2 separate regions of the Gossypium hirsutum genome follow, and region 1 is linked to region 2. The links are chromatin contacts, called in public Hi-C maps. All regions are on one chromosome and are shown on one strand. Each heading gives the region's core, a stretch centred on a gene start, on an enhancer-like site or on the middle of the called end of the contact. The rest is flanking DNA. Distances are from core to core; before and after follow the strand shown.

Region 1 (5,188 bases), core at 1,404-3,903, 210 kb before region 2:
TTATATGTTTGTGTTCTTCTCTTTCTAAAAATGCAAGATTACAGACAAGGAGTTTGTACATGCAAATGAGGGGAGGCTAAAGAATGAATATATATATATATATATAAAAATAAATAAATTGATATATAGATGTTTTAAGGCAGAGTAGGTGACATTGAAGGCTTGGTAACTTGGAGCTCGCCACAGTCACTGATATAAACAGTTTTAAGAGGCCTGTTCCATAACGTGCGCCCTTTTTGTGCTCTTTCATCTCCGAAGAATTCAGCCAAGTCATTTAGTTGCCGAATTCTTTCTGATGGTTTGTACGTTGGGATGGAAGCGATCGCAGTCACAACAGCCAACCCTGAAATGAAATAACAACAATCAAAGGTGGCATTATTTCTTCGAAACCTAGACAATTCAAAAGAGTATACTTCCAAGAATTCTTCGATTTTGAAGGAGGACATATACTTCAAGTTCAGAATGAACTATAAATACATATGAGGTTTCACAGTAATATCAGAGTTTCAGAAGTACAAGCATGTTAGGAATAGTATGCATTTTGCTAGAAAGGCAAATGGAAACAGACACGCGAATATGCATCATCGAAACAGTATAAGAAATCTAAACTTGTTTATATCTGATAATAGAGAGAAATCTTGTATTTCTACTTACAGTGTTAGGATGTTTTAAGATTACAAGTAGGTTTTCTATAAGCGATCTTGACTGCCATGAAACATAGAGAGATGCCCTACTAAAATTATGGGCATTTGAGCTTAATGAATCAAAATTAGGCACCAAAAGCCACGGCAAAGCACTGAAAGCAATGCACTATAGCCTATATTACTTAGGCTTAGATGTGAATGTTGGATATAAGCATGCATTCAATACAAAGATGCTCAATTTTTTAAAGTTTTATTTTCTCTGTATATTTAAAGAATCATACACCTGTACCCCTGTCTGACTATATATGTCAAACACGAGTGTTGGATATAGATACTATAAAGAAAATAAAGAGTTGGAGTAACATAACCCCTTGAGCATTGATGGAGATGCCATCCAAATGCATTTCTATTTTATTATGCTGTTCACCTAAAGCTTATAACTGTGTGGGAACTATACACTCCAAAAATAAGAATTAAACTTGGTACAGTTCCAAATAAGTGTTTTCCAAGATATACATTCCTAAATTCTAAATCCTAATTCCGGCAAAACCATGTCCCCAGTTTTGACAAGAGTTTGAAGCTTTGATCAGAGTTGTTGCATCAAGATAAATGCAGAAGCACATGTTAACCAGAATAGAAGCAAACCATTAGAAATCAATATGCATCAAAGCAGCAAGGCTTGTATAAGGATCCAGACTTATGTTCAATAACTGATTGAGATCTTGTAGTTCTCCACTGAAAGTTCACGAACATGCATCTTAAGATTACTCAATCCATTTTACTATGTCATCTAGCTTAAGATCCTATATTACTCAGACTGGGGTATGTTCAACTTTTTCTAAGGTTTTTTCATGTATTTGGAGGAGGGACATACTTTTGTCCGAATATGCATCGGATATGAGTGTCGAATACTAGTACTTTAATACTATAAACTACTGCAATGAGATCGCAATGAGGAGGTCATATTTTCATAAAGACAAGGGCATTCAAAGACGATGACATGCAAACCTTAACACAGAGACCACAATTTAGACTACAGTCATGATATATAGAAACCAGTCCTCTGCTAAATAAAAACTATGACATTTAATCTCAACAAATCCAAATTTCAGATATATTTCTTCAGTTATTCCTTAATTTATTCCAAGATTATATATAATCGTGATCTGTTATGGAATTCGACAAGACTAGACACCCAAAAACCACATAAAATGGAACTAATTTCAACAATTTCAGACATAAAATAGAGACCAAAACCTTACCTTCAAGCACGGTCCCAAAAACAATGTTGTTGTTATCGAGTTGAGGACAGGGGCCAGGCCCTGTAGTAATCAAGAACTCAACATTCCTATACTCAGAATCAAGCTTAACTTCATCGTCGTCGTCGTTCTCTGACAAACAAAGGGAAACGACACCGGGCCTTGAATGTTTAAGCAAGAAGGCCTTAGAGTCGACAGTCTCAGTGTTCCGAGGCAAGTCCAAGGCAGGGGGCAAACGGACTTCGCCGTATTCTCTACTGCGGCCTTGGCGTCCAGCTTGGAAGAACTGCCCAGGGAATATTTTGTGGACGAGGGTGTTTTTGTAGGAGGAAGAGGTGCACATGCGCTTGAAAGTGGAGACAGTTAGAGGAAGGAGGTTGCCGTAGAGGCCGAGGACTAGGCGGCCTAACGGAGAAGGGTCGGAGCATAGAGGGATGCTGTCGGCGGCAGTAGCGTTGCGGAAGTAGGTCGGGCAGAGGGAGAAGTCAAGGTAGACCCGGTCGGTTATGTTGGTGTCTAGTTGAGGTGGTAATGAGAGAGGGGTGGTGGGGAGGGTAGTGGTGAGGGTGGAGGAGAGGAGAAGAGAGCGGCGAGTGAGGGTGGTAGCGGTGAACGAAGAAGAGAGAAAGGGTAGAGGATGGATTGGTGATAGAGGGGAGGCCATGAGAGTAGTGAAAGGAGCAGAAGGAGATTGGAGTGGTTGGAACTTGGAAGCTAGGGGGAGAGCGGGGCCTACACAACTATTCTTTTTAGTTTATTTTTTTTCTTTTTCAATTTTAATATAATGTTATAAAAAATTACAAATAATATGGAAAGTGAATCTATCTATACAAGGTAAACTATCAAAATAGTTATTTTTATTTATCTCAAGTTATATTTTAGTCACTTATGTTTGAAATGTTACGTTTTGGTCACTTACGTTATCGCGTTGTAACGTTTTAGTTACTGAGTCATTAATTGCCGTTAACGGTATATCTATAAACTGACGTGGCATATCAAATCATCAATTCAAACAAAAATTTTAGGTTAATTTATACAATTGGTTTCCATATTTTTTCGTTTTGAGCAATTTAATTTTTTTCTTTTATGTTCTATTCACTTTCTCTCTTTTTTTTTTCCTTTATTTTCTATTCTCTTTTGCGTCTCCCTCTATTTTCCTCCCTTCTCCATTTCTTTTAATGTAGTTTTTCTATGTTTTCCATTTGTTAAAGCTAGTCCCTATACTTTTATTTTTTTGAACAATTTAATTTTTTTCGAGTGAGGTGAGCTTGTGGACTAGTTTTAACAAATGAAAAACATAGAAAATTTACGTTAAAAGAAATAAAGAAGAGAGGAAAACAGAGGGAGAAGCAGAATAGAATGAAAAAAAAAAAGAAAAAGAAAAGAAAGTTAAAAGAACATAAAAGAAAAATATTAGATTGCTCAAAATGAAAAAATATAGGGACTAATTGTATAATTTAACCTAAAATTTTCATTTGAAATGATGATTTAACGTGTCATGTCAGCTTTCCGTTACACCATTAATGACAATTAAAGACTCAGTGACAAAATGTTACAACACGATAACATAAGTGACTAAAACGTAATATTTCAAACAAAAGTAACTATTTTGGTAGTTTACATATCTATATAATATATTCACTATATAAATAATAGGTATATTAAATTTAAATAATATTTAGCTGTGATACGAGCCATTAAGGATCTACTTCAACGTTTTTGAATGGTTCAGATTACACATATCTTCAAAGAAGGCAACAAACTAGCTGATAGTTTGGCAGCATTGGCGTTCTCAAGACCTTTGAAAAGATTTATATTCATGCAACCATCAGATAAAACGCTTCAACTATTACACCATGATTATTCTGAAATGGGTTGGCCTCGAGTGATGATATTTTTTTTTCATTTATCTATCTATTTCTTGCTTTTAACCAAATAATTAAGTATTTTCACTTTCTATATAAATTCCAGTATTATGTATTCAATTAAATAAATTTTCTTTTAAATATTATTTTATGAATTTTATTTTAATTGTGAGCTTAGTTTTTATTTATATCCAATATTAATTTTAATTTTTTAACCTTTTAGATTAAACAAGGTTAAAATTGTCTTTTACAATTAATTTTTTAAATCTTATTAGTGTGTATATATATTATATTTTCAGCTCTCATGAGTCTTTTACAGTAGTAAATAGGGTTTATTTATTTTTAATTAAGTTAATAATCTTTGAGATTCATTTTTAAATTCTTTTAAAAATAAAAGAACATAGTTTTGACAAAAAAAAATTAGGGTGAAATTGCATCAGTTTAAAACTTTGATATTTTATATTGATTATTGTGAATATTAGGCAGTATTATGTTAATTAAATATAATATAAAATCAGCTCTTATGGAAGTCACTAAAATTAATAGAGGGAATTTAAGTATTTTTGAAAATATATTATAAATAATTATGCATGTAATGTTGGTTTAGTTTTTAGTTAAATAAGGATGAAAATAGATCTTTTGTTGTGTGTTGTAATTTTAATGTCTCACTAATTAATTCAATTTGTTTTACATGTTCTAACATTTCTTAATTTTTCGTCCAAAAAATTTCTTATTTTCTGCCATTTTTATATAGTTCTATCTCATGTAGTAACTCATTTACTTTTGATTGTTTACATATACCTCCTTGAATCAGTGATTGGAAGCTGCAAATTTTCATAGAACTACGGTTTAAGCTCTCTCACATATGGGTAAGAAAATCACTTGAATTCGGGATGACCATTGACGTGAGTTTGAAAATGAAGAATTTGCTATTTTTTGGGATAATGTTGGGATATCGCGTGACTCTTTAGCTCTAAACAAATTGGGGTTATGTCTAGTTTAAGGGTCGTCAATACAAGGTTACCTAATCTTCCATACATTAAATTTCAGGAATTTGAAGAATTTTCTATTGCATGACATATGTGGATATACGTAGACAAGCAATATGTATCAATACATAGCCCATGTCTAGTGCCCATTGGTTTGTTTTTGACTGTTTTGAGCCTTCTAAAACTCGTATTTGGATATTGATATTTGCAGCCACTCATGAAGTGTTTTTATTTTAAAATAATTTTACAACCTTCAAAATGATTTTTATCTAAATTATATGATTTTATTAAATTGTTTCAAATTTTGATTTATTACAAAATTTTGAGATTTTAGCTATGTATGGTTCAATGGCATCTCTCTCCAGTATCAAACATTGGTGCAGGTAAGAGGTGTTACGGAGGAAGCTTAAAAGACTTGTTGGTGACCATGG
Region 2 (4,995 bases), core at 1,582-4,081:
TGTGGCATACTATATTTAAAAAATAGGTAAAAATATATACAGAAATACACAAATTAAAGAAATATTTTTTAAATTTTTAAAAATGTTAGAAATTTCAAAACAATTGTAAAAATAATAGAAGCTATAAAACATATCAAAATTATGAAATTTTGTTAAAATTTATAAAAGAATGTATAAAAATCATTAAAAATTGTAAAAGATTGTACAAAAAAAGTTATTAAAAATTTGTTGTATCCTATAATAAAGTATATCCTCGTTAATTACACTTAGAATGTTAAAAATTTGGTATAAAAATTGTATATAGCTAAAAGTACAGTCAATTTTTATAAATCTTATTTAGTAATAATTGAATAAATTTTCATATTAAATTTTAAATTTTTTTAAACAAATCAATTTTTAGTACTTTGCTAATATCTCTAGTAGCATGTTCATTCGATTTGCTTTCCTATTTAATGTATAGTGTAAGCTTTATTCATCTATTTATCATGGTACATATGCTCTTTCTGTTTCATATTAAAGTTCTTTAGAATAATCGAACACTCGACAATAGTGGTAGACACACGAAAAACATGATTTTTGAATATTTATGGGCATTTAATTTATAATTGTAGTTATAAATATTAAGTGTTTTACAGCAACATATTGGCATGTTAATATTTAGATTTTTACTTTACATTTTAAATTTTAATTTGTCAATTAAGATATGAGTCTAGAGACAATAAAAATAGAATAATTAAAAATATTATCTAATTCATATGACAATATTTTTTATTGTTTATATAATTAAAAATTTTATTTAAATTTATTACTTAAAAAATTTACTTTTTATATCTTAGAAATACTTTTTGACTATAATATTGGACACTTAAATTTGAAGCAAATATATGAAAATAATTTTTTATAATATTTTTCAAAAGCAATAAAAACCAACCCCTAATTTATTTGTTTTTTTTTAAATATAAACAATAAATCTAAACAAAGTTTTAAAAAAATCAAAATGTCATGCATATAACATAAACTTAATGTTAAATGTTTAATTGCATTAAATTAATATTCACGTGTTATATTATAGGTTAAAATGCATATAATTGTATCAAATTAAGATTTACACATTATATTGTAGGTTAAAATATGTTATAAGTTCCTATACTCTTTATGAATTTGAATTTTAAGTTTTGTACGTTTATTTCTAGAAATTGAGTCTCTTTACTATTCAGATTTCAAAATATAGGCCAATTTGTTAATATTGTTAAAATTATTTTGTTGAATTCATATTCATTACAATGCCATTTTTTTAGTTATATCATTCCGACAAGTATTTCATTTATTTCAAGATTTCACTTTAAAAAATTAACAAGCTAAACCCGGATATTTAAATTTGAAAAGTAGAGGGATTAAATTCCTCAAAATAAAAGTATAAGGATTAAATTCTAAATTTATGAAAAGTATAAGGATTTATGACATATTTTAACCTATATTGTAACTAAAATTTATTCTTTAAAGGTAGTTATATTGTTTTTATATTGCTTTCGAACTAGTAATTAATAAATGTATTCGATGTTACTAACAAGTGGCCGATGTAATGGTAAGAAACATTGTACTTTTAATGGGAAGATTTAAGTTTAAATTTTAAAGACGAAATTGTTGGGAAGGACAGCCATGAGGCTTGAAAAACTAGACCTGAAGTATAAAAAAGTATATTTAATGCTTTATACGAAGAGTAGTTATCATAATTAATCAAGTAAATTAATATTTTACTATATTATTTATAATGATTTCATAGTAGGATCTTCTTTTAGAAAGAACAAAGAATATAAGTTAGTAAAGGGTTTAATTACCAATTTCATCCATTTATTTTAATTTGTCAAAATTCAATCCTTATATTTTATAATATATGGAGTGAATAAGTAAAAAAAAATCAACTATTCAAATTTATGTTTACTAACAACTGGATTAACTTATTAATTTTCATAATATATGAGGATTAAATTTTAATAAATTAAACTAAAAGGACCAACTTTTCAATATTCTTAAGAATTATTTTTAAAAATATGCATAATAATCTAATAATCTACTAAATTTAAAGCGAACTACTATCTACTATACACAGGAAATAAAAATAATAGTTTTGATAAAGTGTTAGAAAAATATATATAATAATTTTAAGAACTTAATTTTTTGAATACTTCTGATAACCCGTAATGAAATTTATTATATAGAACTTTTTTCCTACAGAAAGTGTGAAACATGATAAGTAGATAACACCTATTTATCACTTAATAAAGAATATTTTTTTTATTTTACTTTATTTCATTTAAGATTTTGTTATCATTTATCAAATAATCTAATTATAAATCGTATTTCATTGGCAAAAAGCTTGAAAAAGAAATTGAACGATCTTTTATAGATAAAAACTAGAACAAAAAAATTGGTGAAAGTAGCTATAAAGTCACTCTATTATAGGGACTAGATTAAATTAGTCCCTTTACTATTAAAAAAATGAAAAGATCAAATAAAAAAATTAACATTTATTATTTAAAAGATAACATGAAAATTTATTTTTTCATTTACAATTGAACTCTAAATAAAATATTTAATCTATGAATCATAAAAAGCTTTTAAAATATAAATCCTTTAAATAAGAAATGATATTTTTTAAACATTAAATAGTAACTCGGTTGAAATGGCTTTATTTGATCGATATAATAGTGGAGGGACTAATATGATTTAGTCCTTATAATAGAAGGACCTGTCTAGTATATTCACCAAAAAAGCTAATAGAGTCAAAAACGTGTAATTCAAGAAAGCTTCAAGAGGAAAAAAGAGAGAAAAAGAAAACTCAAAACATGGTGTCGGTAGTAGAGTTTTTTTCAGAGCAAAAAAAGGAAAAAAAAAAAAGAAAAAAAGAAACCCAATCATATAAGACCCGCCATCGTGCCTTCCATTGCTACTCTCGTCCTCTCAAAAGTGCATTTTCCTTGGAAACCAAGAAGGAACATTTTGAAGATCTCTCTATGTTCAGACTTTAAGTCTCTTCATAGAGGCTCTTCATTTTGCTCTCTCAGCAGGAGCAGGTAATTCTATTTCTCCTTCCATTGTTACATGCACTGCTAGATTTTGTGCTGTTCCCATTGTTTGCTCAAAACCCACATCGGAATTTACCTGTATCTTTGCTAAAAAACACATTTCTCGTTCTGGGTTTTCCCAGATCTGACAAAATTTGGAGTGATGGGTAATTTTGGGATCTGGGTATTAACAATTTGCTTGATATTTCAATCTGGGTACGGGTTTTATTTGCCTGGTAGCTACCCTCTGAAACATGTGGTAGGGAATTATTTGTCTGTCAAAGTGAATTCCTTGACTTCCATTGATACTGAAATGCCCTTTAGCTATTACAGTTTGCCCTTTTGTAAGCCTGTAGAGGGTGTTAAGGATAGTGCTGAGAATCTTGGTGAGCTTCTCATGGGAGATCGGATTGAGAACTCACCATATAGGTTTAAGATGCACACTAATGAAACGGAGATCTTCTTGTGTCAAACCAATAAGCTCTCGTCTGATGATTTTAAGTTGTTGACGAAGAGGATTGACGAGATGTATCAAGTTAACTTGATTCTCGATAATCTGCCTGCTATAAGGTATACTAGGAAAGAGGGTTTTATGTTGAGGTGGACTGGGTATCCGATTGGTGTTAAGATTAAGGATGGGTATTATGTGTTTAATCATTTGAAATTTAAGGTACTTGTTCATAAGTATGAAGAGACAAATGTAGCCCGTGTTATGGGGACTGGGGATGCTGTTGAGGGTGTCCCTAGTGTCGGCAATAAGGGATCGGATGTTCCTGGTTATATGGTTGTCGGGTTTGAGGTGGTTCCTTGCAGTGTCGTGCATAATGGTGACTTGGTTAAGAACTTGAAAATGTATGAAAAATACCCATCTCCGATTAAATGTGAACCGACTACTGTGTCAATGCCCATCAAGGAAGGTGAGCCAATTGTCTTCACCTATGAAGTTACTTTCGAGGAGAGCGATATCAAGTGGCCATCTCGTTGGGATGCTTATTTGAAGATGGAGGGAGCTAAAGTCCATTGGTTCTCAATCTTGAATTCTCTTATGGTGATCACTTTCCTCGCCGGTATAGTCCTTGTGATCTTCTTAAGGACTGTCAGGCGGGATCTGACTCGGTATGAGGAGCTTGATAAGGAGGCGCAAGCAATGGTGAACGAGGAGCTGTCTGGGTGGAAGCTAGTTGTTGGGGATGTTTTCCGTGCCCCATCCAATCCTGCCCTTTTGTGTATTATGGTTGGGGATGGAGTTCAAATCCTTGGGATGGCAATTGTGACAATATTGTTTGCGGCTCTTGGATTTATGTCACCAGCGTCCCGTGGAACTCTCATTACAGGTATGCTATTTTCCTACATGATTCTTGGTATTGCAGCTGGCTACGTTGCAGTTCGTCTTTGGAGAACAATTGGCTTCGGAGATCACAAAGGATGGGTTTCCGTTGCTTGGAAAGCTGCTTGTTTCTTCCCCGGTATTGCCTTTTTCATTCTAACCATTTTGAATTTCCTGTTGTGGGGAAGTCGCAGCACTGGAGCTATTCCATTTTCTCTCTTTGTTATTCTACTTTTACTTTGGTTCTGTATCTCGGTTCCACTCACCCTAGTTGGTGGATACTTTGGGGCTAAGGCACCTCATATCGAATATCCTGTTCGAACCAACCAAATCCCTCGGGAAATTCCAGCTCAAAAGTACCCATCCTGGTTGTTAGTTCTTGGTGCTGGGACTCTACCTTTTGGTACCCTTTTCATCGAGCTTTTCTTCATCATGTCTAGCATTTGGATGGGACGAGTGTACTATGTCTTTGGGTTTCTGTTCATTGTTCTGGTCTTACTTGTTGTGGTTTGCGCTGAAGTATCTTTGGTGTTAACTTACATGCATCTGTGTGTGGAGGACTGGAAATGGTGGTGGAAATCGTTCTTTGCATCCGGCTCAGTT

What was found. Hi-C and Micro-C count contacts between places; a contact is called where the count stands out from the background.
Region 1: a contact with region 2 is called in a Hi-C map of leaf, with 1.7 times the contacts expected there. The contact joins the promoter of LOC107901367 here to the promoter of LOC107901371 in region 2. A contact is called at or near these places in 3 of 34 Hi-C or Micro-C datasets (leaf and seedling).

The regions. Positions count from the first base shown.
Region 1 is chrD06:7,478,281-7,483,468 of Gossypium_hirsutum_v2.1, reverse strand. LOC107901367 (peptidyl-prolyl cis-trans isomerase CYP28, chloroplastic) reads right to left here and starts at 2,653. Exons shown (of 2, transcript XM_016827334.2): 1 at 1,907-2,653; 2 at 1-343. The coding sequence starts at 2,567. The coding sequence ends at 135.
Region 2 is chrD06:7,264,141-7,269,135 of Gossypium_hirsutum_v2.1, reverse strand. It overlaps LOC107901371 (transmembrane 9 superfamily member 11), which reads left to right and starts at 2,831. Exons shown (of 1, transcript XM_016827338.2): 1 at 2,831-4,995. The coding sequence starts at 3,229.